Regions from separate parts of the Hordeum vulgare genome. Here region 2 is linked to region 1. A link is a contact called in public Hi-C data. All regions are on one chromosome and are shown on one strand. The core of a region is the stretch at or near the end of the contact, and the rest is flanking DNA. Distances in the headings are between cores, read along the strand shown. Region 1 holds the start of LOC123444210 (UV radiation resistance-associated gene protein-like). Region 2 holds the start of LOC123444263 (60S ribosomal protein L30).

Region 1 (6,124 bases), core at 2,520-5,019:
CCGATGGGCGGGCCAAGAACAGAGGACCGGAGCCACCGGGGAACTCCGGCGTCAGGCAGCAGCAGAGGCAGAAAAGGCTAGCAAGCCAGGGTGATTGCCGCCGCTTCAGACGAGACCGCGGCCAGCGGCGCGCAGATGCAACGCAGTACGGCGAAGGCTTGGACCGCCGGCCGTGCAGCAGGCAGGCGGCAATGGTGATCCGAAAGAAAAAGGGCAGGGCAGGGAAGGAAAGGCAAGGAAGGGAGAAGACGACAGACGTACGAGCTCAAGAAAGTGAAGCAGGTGACGGACTGACCGACTGGCGAGCCACGAAGTAGCGGCGCCGCGCCGATCGCTGGTAGTGGGGGAAGGTGGCGGGGCCTCACACCTTCTGTTGTGCTAGTACTTCCGCCTTCCGCGGTAGTAGTTGTCCCCGGCCGTCGCCGGACACGGGTGAGGCGGTGGCACGTGCGCCCACGCCGACGGTGGGGCCGACGAGCCAGCGGGGTGGTGGGTGTTGCGTTTTACCTTTCCCGCGTGTTTGGTCGTGGAGGGGGAGCCGCGCCGCGCGGTGGTGGCCGTCGCCATCGCGTTTCTGCGGGATCTCGATCTGCATCTGCCGCCGCCGCTTTCATGCAAAGACTTTTCCGGGGCCGGACGGACCCATGGACGGTGCCGAAAAGCTTCTTTCCGGATTCTTTTCTTTGGTCCCTGATGACTCCCTGTGGTGTTCATGATGGTAACAGGTCAGTCACTGAATTTTTCTCAAAACAAAAGGCCATTGTCTCATTGATGCACCGATTTGAGCTCTTCCCTTTTTGCAAGGCATTCTTTTTTCTCCCCATGTGCTTACGAATTGTTCACATAACAATAGTAGCATGCTTCTTTATAAATAATGAAAATTAATTTAATAGCATGCGTAAATCAGTCAAGAAGTTAGATGAGTGCAATGATGTTTCATTTATAATATTGGGCCTGTGATATCCATGCTCAAATAGTCAAATCGATCAAGAGTTTGGTGGAGCGTTGCTGTTTGCGGTAGGTTTCTGCAAAGTGCAAACTGCGTTCCAAACAGATCCAAAGTAGGTCTCAACTCTTGAATTCCAGAGTCCTATGTGGGAGCAGCATACAAAAGGGGTGTAATTTTGACGTTAACTCATAACCTTTCTTGAGTACTACTCCCTCCCATAATATAAGAGTGTTCTCTTTCATTAATGTAAAAAAAACACTCTTATAGTATTATAGAACGGAGGAAGTACAAAATAAGCCTCAGAGGGCAGTGCCCAAAAACCTCAAAAATACACATGGCGAGGACTATTCTCCTGTAAAAAACCATATGTAAATATATCATTGATCTAGCACAACCCAATGCTGCTCTTTGCTGTGCATACAAAAACTCGGCACAGTGAGAGTAGGCTGAATCACACAAAAGAACAGAAAGAACACCTACTTTTTAAACCTGTATACCACCATATCTACAGCATATGCGATCCAAACCCACAATGATAACCGAATCTATCATATGTACAAATACTCGTCTGACAGTATAATCCTAATAAGCTCCCGCAGATTACCAAACACATTCCTCCCAGAACACTCTGCTCCAATGTAGTTCAAGAGCTGCTCCGTATCCTAACCACCCACCATGGAAAATATGAACATCAGTCTTAGTTTGCATGGGAAACTGGATTAAACAAATATTGTAACGACAACAAGGAGATACTTCCTCCGTCCCGTAATATAAGAGCGTTTTTGACACTAGTGTAGTGTCAAAAATGTTCTTATATTGTGTGACGGAGGGAGTAGAATACAAGACTACGGAGAATACACACCTTGTGCAACAAGTAAATGGCGTAGGACGCCTTTGTTGAGTCATCTTGGAATTCCAAGAAAAGGGGATAATCTGTTAGTTTTGAGTCAGCGCTGTCGATGCTTCGATGTTCCACTGAAGCAATGGATGATGTTTCAGCTGAAGGCAAACGATCACCGATATAAGATCGTGATCCTCCAAAGCGCAAAGGATATCGGAGGCGAATGTCAAGATATGAGGCAATAAGCAAGACTGCCTACAGGAAATTAACAAAGTAAGCAACTTGTGATTCTAACGCTTTTGAATGCCCAGACAAAATTAACAAGGTAAGCAAGTAGTGATTTTAACTCTAGTGACGTTCTGTACCTATAAAATCTACTTCCTCCGTTCCTAAATATTTGTCTTTTAAAAAATTTAACTACGGACTACATACGGAGCAAAACGAAGGAACTTGCATTCTAAATTATGTCTATATACATTCGTATGTAGTCCGTGGTGAAATCTCTATAAAGACAAATATTTAGGAACCGAGGGAGTAGTGTGCAAATGCAGGCAGAAGAACTTGCACTCCTATTATAATTTAGGCTTGATGCCGTGAAAACCCTCACAAAATAAGCAACTTGCGATTCTAACACTTTTGAATGCCCTCACAAAATTAACCAGGTAAGCAACTAGTGATTTTAACGCTAGTGACTGCACTGCGCCTATAAAATCTACTCCCTCCGTTTCAAAACATAAGCCTTTTTTAGAGATTTCATTACAGACCACATACGGATGTATATAGACGCATTTTAAACTATAGATTCACCCATTTTGCTCCGTATGTAGTCCATATTGAAATCTCTAAAAAGACTTATATTTAGGAACTGAGGGAGGAATGTGCAAATGCAGGCAGAAGAACTTGCACACCTATCATAATTTAGGCTTGATGCCGTGAAAACCACTAAATTTTTACCATTGGATTTATTCAAAACCTTATAAAAAAATCGGCAGCCCAAGAAATATTTTTTGTATTTTCTTCATGAAGCATGATAATTGGCCTAGCTAGGCTGGGACATGTGTGCTACACCAAATGTATTGTCTTAATATTTCGTTGTACAAGAGCACTGGGCAGGCAAACTTACATGTGCTGCATACCCAAGCACAGCTGCCGACCTCTGAAGCTCCTTATGGCTGTAACTCGGCTGCTTTGTCTTGGGCTTTCCAATTTGCCAACCAAAAAAGGTGAAGGGACCAACATGCGGAGATTTGATAGCACTGAGCAAATGAATTCCATTTCCATTCTCGTGAGGAAGTGCTCCATTCTCTTGTGAAGGTGTCTGACGCTCTCCTGAAAATGTGGTGCCATTTCATCATAAATGGCTACAAGATGTTATACAAGGACCGATTGTGTTTTCAGTTAGTTCTGGTATAAAAACCAGAGCAAAAACCATTGAGCGGTTTTGCTGCTCAGGGGAGGCACACGGATGCTGAATTCTCACCATTGGTGCGGGAATGGTGGTTTTGTGCGACGGGCAGCTCACGGAAGACCCTCACGGGGTACAGGGCAGCGACCTGGGCAACCATGGACTGCTGCCTCGTCCTGAGCAGCCTCTGCAGATCCCCGAGCCGCGCCTTCTCCGCGGATTTTAACTCTTTGGCTTCCTGCGATCGATCAGGATGAGACGGATGCTATCGGACCGAACGCAGCCAGACACAAATACACAACGCGTTCCGATCTCGCGTGGAGAGGAGGGAGAAACGGGCAGGTACCTGCACCTGTCGGTGCGCGGCGGCGAGGGCCCTGGAAAGCAGCAGCACCCGCTCGATCTGCGCCTGCATCTGCTCCTTCTGCCGCTCGACGCCCTCGGCGGCCCTCCTCCTGGCGACGGCGAGGTCGTCCGCGCGCGCCCGCCGCCGCTCGACCCGCCGCCTCATCTCGTCCAGCGCCGCGCCCTGCCGCAGCGACTCCCTCCTCACCTGCATGCCCGAGACCGGCGCGTCAAATCAAGGCCGTGCCAGAAAGGGGCGCGACCAGCAGAGCGGAGCAAGCGAGAAGCAAAGCATTCGGACCTGGAGCGCGGCCTGGAGGCGGCGTGCGAGGCGTGCCCGTTCCTCCGCCGCGGCCGCGAGCTGCGCGGCGAGGGCGCCGGCCTGCTCGAGGCGGCCCCGGAGGTCCGGCCACGCGACGGAGGCTTCGGCGCCCGGATCCGGCCCGGCCCTCGGGCTCATCGCGGCGGACACCGGAGGCGGGCCGCGGCGGTGGCGGTGGCCATGGCCCTGGCCCGCCGTGAGGAGGCCCCGAGGCGTGTGTAACTGGCGGCCGTAGGAAGCAAGCGAGGCTGCGAGGGGGGCGAAGCGAAGCGAACCCACGCAGGAAAGAAGGTCTCGGTCGGTGGCGTCCGAGGAGGCAGCGCCAGCGCGTGCGTTTCCTTTTGTTTTTTCGGGTTCGGGGTTTGTCTCGGCGACGCGACCGCGGGGGAAGGTGGACGGTGGAGAGGAGGAGGAGGGTGCCACTGCCGACAAGCGTGCGCGCGGCGTGCCGCTGCCTCGTCAGCGCGCGGGCCCTGCCAGCGAGGCGGACAGGTCGACCGCCCGGAATTAACTGCGGCACGGCGGGGGGCCGCCACGTCATTCATTGTAGCCGTCGTTTCTCTTTCTTCCTTTTTTTTTTTGCCGGGTCTCGTTTCCTCTTGTAGCTTGTCACGACGTAATGATCCGTCTGACGTACGTGGTGTCACGGCGAGTCGGCGACGGTGCCAGCCAACCAACTGAGCCAAGTTGTGGCTTTGTCAGTCAATGGAAGCGACGCTTCTGTAGCTGTCATCGTCTGGGGCGATCGACGCCTCTAATGAACGAAGGAGCTCACCAAAAAGAACACAAACTCGTTGGTGCTCGAATCAGAGACTGATTGATGGATGCTCGAATCCGTCAGTCAAGCGGCGCGTAACAAGCGCGTTCTCCTCCCAAAATCCACAAAGGCAAAACCAATCCAGGGAGGAGATGGTTTCCCCCCCTTTTTTCCTTTTTGAAAATTTATTAAATCCAGAAGAGGAAATAGTTGCGTCCACGATTCCGCAGTAAGGCAGCAAATAGCACGTGATTTTACTACTCCTGCATAAAAACTTATAAAAGTAGCACTAGCTTATTGAGATCGAGGATTCAGCAGTTGATGTGCATTTCTGCTATATACTGATCTTCCTCCCATGTGAACTCCCGGATTCCACAAGCGAATGTCAAACGAACCAAACCCGCTGGTCTTTGAATTCGTCGCAAATATAAACCTAAAAAAGAACATCAGAACATGCTGGCACCGTGTACAGCCCTACCACGTGGAATAGAATAACCAAGGAATGTTCAAGCGACACACCAGTGTTACAGGTACAGGCAGGCGACGGAGGTGGCAAAGTTGTGATAAGAATAGCAAAAAAATTAGTGAAACCACTCGCAGTCAGTCGACATGCGTCAAGCGCTCACTTTGGCCATCCAACTTTGAAAATGTCCATCCAGCTCGTTCGATCAACTTGGTAACAAGAGGATCAATGCTGTCCAAAGCGACACCCGCCTTGTGCCCGCTGGCACCCTGCTGGAAGAGAGAGAGAAAGAGTCAAGGCTACCACTTTTCGCCCAGGTGGCGTGCTCTCCTTCCTCCCTCTTCTCCAGGAGGATGCCAGGTGGGCAGCAACGTGGCAGCTTGGCGCGTGTTCGGGCAAACAACGAACCTCTTGACATAGTTATACGTGGGCATTTTCAAGGATGGCCAAAGTGAGCGCGTCGTGCAAGTTGTGTTCATGAACACGAGGGAGTTTTACTCAGGACCATGGTTCTACAGCTTTATTGGAGGCCAGTTGGAGATTTCGTCTGGTTCGAAGGGATGTCGCTCACAGATGCCTGCCTGGATCAGGAAGAATAATGTGTCAGCCAAATGCAAGTCCAAACACTTCCATAGATCACAGGCGACTCGGTCAGTACCTGCAACATTTTTGTGACCCGTTCGGATCGCATCACTGGAAGACGGATGGCATCGCGCTCCAATGGGAGAACGCGTCTGTCCTGGAATCTTCAGGATGAGGTAAGAGATATCCTATTTCGTATTGGGGGACTGTTGGTTCATCGGATCCAAACACAGGGCTCGCTGCTGCAAATGAAATAATTGTTGATTAAACTAGTGAAATCGGTGAACTAGCCGCAGTATCATCAGTAGATGGAGAAGATGGAGTAATCACTAACCAGACGAAAAATCGGAGCACTGTAGCTCATCAGGCGATGCTTGGCAAAGAGGCGGGGCGGAAAAACAGCTGTTGACAAGAGCGTTCAGGTTGGGATCTTGTTCCAAGAGATGAAGCTCTGATGTTT
Region 2 (6,124 bases), core at 1,597-4,096, 390 kb before region 1:
CATGATGAACAGCTACTTTCTACTACTAGGGCGTATGTGATTTCATCTGTCAAATCATAGAGATCCATGATAATTTAGGAAGATAACCATTCCTTTAAACCACTCCTCAAGAAATCACAAGCAAAATAAACTGTAACAGCAAAACAAACAAATCGTATCTTTCACGAATGGACAGCCTTCAAAACTTTCAGAGACAAAGAGGTTGCTACTAGGATAACAGTGGGTTCATAGCTTCAGAGATTAGACGATAATAATATCCTACATAGATAGTATACTGATTGCTCAAACAGGCGTTTCCACTACTGCAACACCCACACAGAGGTGCATTGAAAAACTTAAGTTTTCAGATGAACTATGCTGAATCCCCAAAATCAACTGCTCTTCTGACTCTTCAGATCTATCAACCCATATGCCCCTTGTCTGTCCCTGGATATTTTCAACTCCTTCCTCCGACGGTTCCTTCGCTCACTTCTAGTTGATTTTTTCTTGGCACCTGTTTCTTCTTCTTCACTTGTTAACTTGCCCTTCTCTGGCTTTCCAGAACTAGGGTGCTCCTCGGACCTGGATTCCTTGCCAGTCTTGATCTTCTTGCTCTTCGACTTTGTCTTGGCATCAACATCTTCTTCTTCATCTGTCAACTTGTCTTCCTCTGGCTTTTCAGAACCAGGGCCATCCTCAGACCTGGATCTCTTGCCGGTCTTGAGCTTCTTGCGTTTCAACTTCATGTCACCATCTGTTTCTTCTTGTTCACTTGTTGGCTTATCTTTCTGTGGCCTCTCAGAACTAGGGCCTTCTCCAGACTTAGATTTCTTGTGAGCTTTGACCTTCTTGCCTTCTATCTTCTGTCCTCCAAGGATCAAATCTTTGCTCAGCTTCTTATGATGAGTCACGCGCCATTCGTCCTCCCTATATGGCGCTAGCTTCTTCATGGATACATATTGGTTCAGATCCCTGTCATCTGATTGCAATATCTCGTACGTCTCCAGGCCAAAACTGTTTGGCTGAACTTGCCTGTACTTGAACCGTGTCTTCAGATCTCCAATGGTGTCCTCATAGTCGAGCTTATAATACTCGTCAAGCTCCTTCTCAAGCTCCACCTTGTCCTTGAGAGAGATCTTCCCCTTCCTTTTCTCGCCTTCCTCCTCACCATTTGCAAGCTCCTTATTTTTCTTCTCCTTTTTCTTCTTCTTCTTCTCACCAGTGGAAGTAGACCCTTCTTTACCATCAAGAGACCAATCTTTAGGTAGCCCAAGCAATTCATCTTCCTTGTCAAAATCAGGTTTAACCAAATCCAAATCATCTCCACTTCCAAACTCAGGATCAACCTCATCAGCACCATAGTAGTTTTCATCAAACATCTCCTGCATTTTCCTGTCATAATCCTCTGGATCAAAATCTTCCTCCAAGTCATCTGCACCAAGCTTACAAGCAGCTTCCCCTTCAATTCCAGCAATCATCCGGATTTTCTCAAGCTTCTCAGCAATCTCTTTCTTCTTCAAATTCTTGAGATGCTTCAGCTCCTCAGCCTGCTCCTGCTTGGCTCGTGCAAGCCGTTCCTCCTTGCTCTTGCGCTGCTTCTTTCTGCTGCTCTCCTTCTTCCTCACCGATCCCTCAACAACCCGGGGATGTCCCATTACCCGATCAGTCACCACTCCCTCTGAAGCTTCCACCTCCTCATGCCGGAAATTATATTTTCCCACCTTATTATATGTCTCCTCATAGTCCTCCTGCCTTTCGATCTCAACCTCTTCCTCTGATACCTCCTGGATATCATCCAGCGAGAACTTGTCGGGCACTGGTTCAAGGTAGGGCCTATTGAGGATGTAATTCTTCAAAAACTTCTCATTGTCATCCAGCTTCTCATCATCCCCAAAAACCTCACCCAACAGCTCTTCAGTTTGCTTCTCATCTTCATCCTCTTGGCTGTCGTCACCATCTCCGTCGGCCTGCTTGGCCATGAACAGATCGTCGTCCTCCTCGCCATCACCATCGCCCAATGCCTTCTTCTCCGCCTCAAGGAACTCCTTGAGCCCCTCCCTCTGGCGCTCGTCGTACGCAATCCTGTCATACTTGCTGCCGCGGCCAGTCTGCGCGGCGAACTCGGGGCCCTCCTCGAGCAGGTGCTGGGCGTTGACGTCCTTGAGGTACAGTGGGCGCTCCTTCTTGGCCTTCTTCCCCTCCTTGGGCTCCCCCTCGGCGTCGTCGTCCTCGTCCTCCGACGAGGACGAGTACACCTTGGCGTCCTTGTCGAAGATGGCGCTGTCGCCGGTGCGGATGCGGCGGATGACCTGGAGCACGCGGCGGTCGACGCGGCGGGAGGCTGCGGCGACGGCCTCGTCCTCATCCGACTCGTCGTCGTCGTCGTCGTCGGGGTCGGCGACGAGGCCCTTCTTCTTCTGCTCCTCGAGGCGATGCAGCGCCTCGCGCCGCTTGTTGTGCTCGTATTTGCGCGCGTACTCCTCGTTGATCTGGATCTTCGAGTTGTCCTCGGCGGGGACATCCGAGTCGTCGTCGGAGCCCGCGAGGATGTCCAGCGCCTTCCCCTTCCCCCTCATCTCCTCCGGCGACGGCTTGACTGCTGCTGCGGCGTGTGGCGGCGGCGGCGCTGCTCGTGCTAGGGTTTTTGCGACTGGAGAGTTGGAGACACACCACGTACGGGCTACGGATCAGCCAGCGCCATTTTTACGATCGTAGCAGACTGGCAGGACAGGCCCACCTCGTCAGCTCTACGCAACGGCCCATTGGGTTCATATCCGGCCCATGCAGGCCCAGTCCAGCCCAGCTCCGTCCCGGCAGTTTCAACCCCGCAGGCCGCAGCCGCACCTATATAGCCCCTGTCTCTAAACCCTAGCGAGCCCTCCATTTGCGTCTGCGCCGCCGCCTCCCCCGAAGCCATCCGCATCCCCACGCTCGCTCGCCGCGGCCGCCCGACGCGATGGCTCCCACCAAGAAGGCGGTACGAACCCTAATCGATCCCCGTCCGCCGCCACTCCTCCCATTTCGGCTCGATTTGTTCCTCTCCTTCCGGGAGATCTTCTCACTGATTTGCTTTTCAATCCATTGGGCGCGCTCTGCAGAAGAAGAGCGGGGAGAACATCAACAACAAGCTGCAGCTGGTGATGAAGAGCGGCAAGTACACGCTCGGCTACAAGACCGTCCTCAAGACGCTCCGCAGCTCCAAGGGTATAGACAGATCGGCTCTTCTCTTTTAACGGCTTTTTTTTGTCACTGTTGAATGATGCTTCGCTGTGGCTGATCTGCTGGTTCGTTACTTCTATGTATCTGATTGTCTAGAATAATTTGGGTTACGGTCTGTGTTAATTCCGAGATGCGTGATTACCTTGTGTAGAACGAAGTGGTAGTTAATTTATGTTTTGTGTCTATCAATTACTTGATGTACTCGGTGAAGTGTTGAGACTATTAGTTCCTATACTAGATATTCGGGACTGAAGTTTACCTCATTGGCTTGCTTTTGCTGTGCCTCGGAGATGAATACAGCGCCCTAGAACAAGTCACCTCCTAATTTGGACTTCTATGAGACCTCTTTAATGTCTAGTGGACCATGGAATGTTGAAATATTTTGGTTTGCTGGTACCAGTTTATACCTTGAGCCTTTTGTTGATAGATGCCGTAGTTTTTAGTTTGTAGGATGGGACTGAAGTTTACCTCATTCTGATCAATTTAGTTTGTAGGATGGGACTGAAGTTTACCTCGTTGGCTTGCTTTGGCTGTGCCTTAGAGATGAATACAGGGCCCTAGAACAAGCCAGCTCCTAATTTAGATTCTACACGACCTCTTTAATGTCTAGTGGATAGTGGGAGGATGAAATATTTATGTTTGTTGATAGCAGTTTTACTGCAGTTTGTCTTGTTGGCTTCACTTCTGTGTGCCTAAGAGGTAAATGCATTGTACGACAGCAATTACATCCTTGTTAGGTGTTTTGAATTGTTAAATTGATGCAGCAAGATGGAATTGCTTGCCATTTAGGTAATTCATAGGTATTTCTATAATTCTATTCCAGTGGTTCGTGCTTTCCTAATGATTTTTACTGTAATTTGTTATGTTAGAATATTGGATTGTAGAACGGGACTGAAATTTGGCTCCTTGGCATCTTTTGCCGCCATGGAGATGAATGCAGTGCCCTAGAATCATGTCAGCCTCTCTTTTAAAACTTATCCAAGATCTCCTTATCTGGGGTACAATGGGAGGATGCAATATTTTTTGTTATTTGCTGCAGAAGTTCTCTATTGTTTGATTGAAGTAGTTACATGGAATCACTCTGGGGCTCTGCCCTGTCATGGCATTGCTATATTTGTTGCGTACATAATATTTCTGGATGTTTGATCTATTGGTCACCTGTTTACATGTTATTCTGAGTACTAACCAGGCAATTTGTTTCACTGTTCAGGGAAGCTGATCATCCTCGCGAACAACTGCCCTCCCCTTAGGAAGTCAGAGATTGAGTACTACGCTATGTTGGCGAAAATTAGCGTGCACCATTTCCACGGAAGTACGATAAATTTATCCTTTGAGTTCCTTATTTGTCGCATTGCTTCTAGCACCTTATGGATAAATTGTTGTCTGTCTTTTTAACTTTGCTAATAATTTGCATTACGTGTTTCAGACAATGTTGATCTTGGAACTGCCTGCGGCAAGTACTACCGGGTGTGCTGCCTCAGCATCCTTGACCCTGGTTCGTTGCCATTCAGATCACTTGCATTTGTATCCACTTGCTCTCTGTAACGTCTGCTGACACACTACTTAAATCCTTCAGGTGACTCGGACATCATCAACACCACCACCACCACCCAGTGAAGAGAAGAGAGCTCTCTACCTATTTTATTTAGTCGAGTTGTAGGTTCCAGTTGTGCTCTTGAAACCACCATTGTTATCTTTGGTTTATGTACTCTTTTGCGACGCTGAGTTGGTGCTGTCATACAGATAATCCTTCATATGGTTGTTCTGCTGGACATTCATGTGGTTTTGTTTCCATGATATCGTTGTTTCCATTATACTTATACTGAATGTGCGTGGTTTGGATTGCTCAGCTTTGTTCGTTTAAGCATTGCGTGATTCACTGATTAGCATATAATCTTCTTAGTACAAAACCTCGTGATTAATCTCTATGGAACTGGCATCTCCAGCGGTAGCCCCCAAACGGCATAGTAGTATTAGGCCTTCACTATGTTGCCGGTGCCATCAAACCCATTAACCTACAAGGAAGGGGTTGCTTCTCGCACTGTCCACGTCAGCATGAGCTACTGTTTCAACGTTGAAATATTTTTGCCTCGTTGGTCCAACTTGCTTTTCCCAGATACATCGCCCCTGTCGCTCCCTTTTCTCCTTGTACACGCAAGCCGTCCAGGCCGCCGTCGCCGCCTCTTCCATCCTAGATCCTTCTCTCCTTTCTATCTCGTCGATCTGTGGTGGGTTCGAGGACGCGCATGGATGGAGAAATCACGTGGTGGTTGGGCGTCATTGACCTCGTGCACGGAGGTGAGGCAGAGGGTGGCGGTGGAGGCGCTTGAGGTTTGCTCCTTCCCCACAGCCGCGCGCCGGGAAGAGAGCCTCCTTGATTGGTGGTCTTCCCTCGCATGTAGCGGTGATGGTGTGCTTCGGCCTCGAATACAACCAACACAGGTGAGCTCTCTCTCATCCTTCTCTCCTTCCCTGCCTTTGCATACGATTAGATTCAGACTTATGTGTATCGGTATGTTCAGATTCACTCCCCCACCTCCATCCGTATTCTTCACCTTTGGACAAAGCAACAAAGTTAATTTCTGTTACTGGTGTAGACCAGATCCATCTCCTGCGATGGGCCGCACCTCCTTTGCTCGCCTCCCCACCTAGAACTAGTATCCCATCGAGGCGTCCCATTCTTCATCCCCTCACCCCGATGCTAAAACCAGCAGCAACAAGAAGGTCAAGTTAGGTGGTGCTCCTCTCTCTCTCACACACACACACCCACACACACGTTTTAGTTTCCTAGTATGTGATTCTTGTTTTTTTATTTCTTTTTCATTCTGCTCTTGATCACATTCAGGTAGAATGCTTCTCTGTTTTTCTGTCACTAAGCAAATTTATAGCTGGTCACTATCTTACACGTATTGTACTCACTCTCTAC

Evidence for each region. A called contact is a pair of places that touch in the nucleus more often than the background predicts.
Region 2: a Hi-C map of seedling shows a contact between it and region 1, with 4 times the contacts expected there. The contact joins the promoter of LOC123444263 here to the promoter of LOC123444210 in region 1. A contact is called at or near these places in 2 of 6 Hi-C or Micro-C datasets (leaf and seedling) and 1 of 1 datasets of contacts at active chromatin or transcription factors (embryo).

Annotation. Positions count from the first base shown.
Region 1 is chr1H:448,815,483-448,821,606 of MorexV3_pseudomolecules_assembly, reverse strand. LOC123444210 (UV radiation resistance-associated gene protein-like) reads right to left here and starts at 3,769. Exons shown (of 5, transcript XM_045120852.1): 1 at 3,542-3,769; 2 at 3,271-3,433; 3 at 2,914-3,119; 4 at 1,812-2,045; 5 at 1,272-1,611. The coding sequence starts at 3,754. The coding sequence ends at 1,498. It overlaps LOC123444189 (transcription factor GAMYB-like), which reads right to left. Exons shown (of 6, transcript XM_045120842.1): 4 at 5,999-6,124; 5 at 5,741-5,903; 6 at 5,087-5,663. The coding sequence ends at 5,773. It overlaps LOC123444179, which reads right to left and starts at 1,184. Exons shown (of 2, transcript XM_045120819.1): 1 at 1-1,184.
Region 2 is chr1H:449,208,177-449,214,300 of MorexV3_pseudomolecules_assembly, reverse strand. It overlaps LOC123444263 (60S ribosomal protein L30), which reads left to right and starts at 2,846. Exons shown (of 5, transcript XM_045120940.1): 1 at 2,846-2,956; 2 at 3,078-3,183; 3 at 4,409-4,510; 4 at 4,625-4,693; 5 at 4,775-4,995. The coding sequence starts at 2,936. The coding sequence ends at 4,815. It overlaps LOC123444270 (calcium-dependent protein kinase 2), which reads right to left and starts at 2,672. Exons shown (of 8, transcript XM_045120951.1): 1 at 891-2,672. The coding sequence starts at 2,555.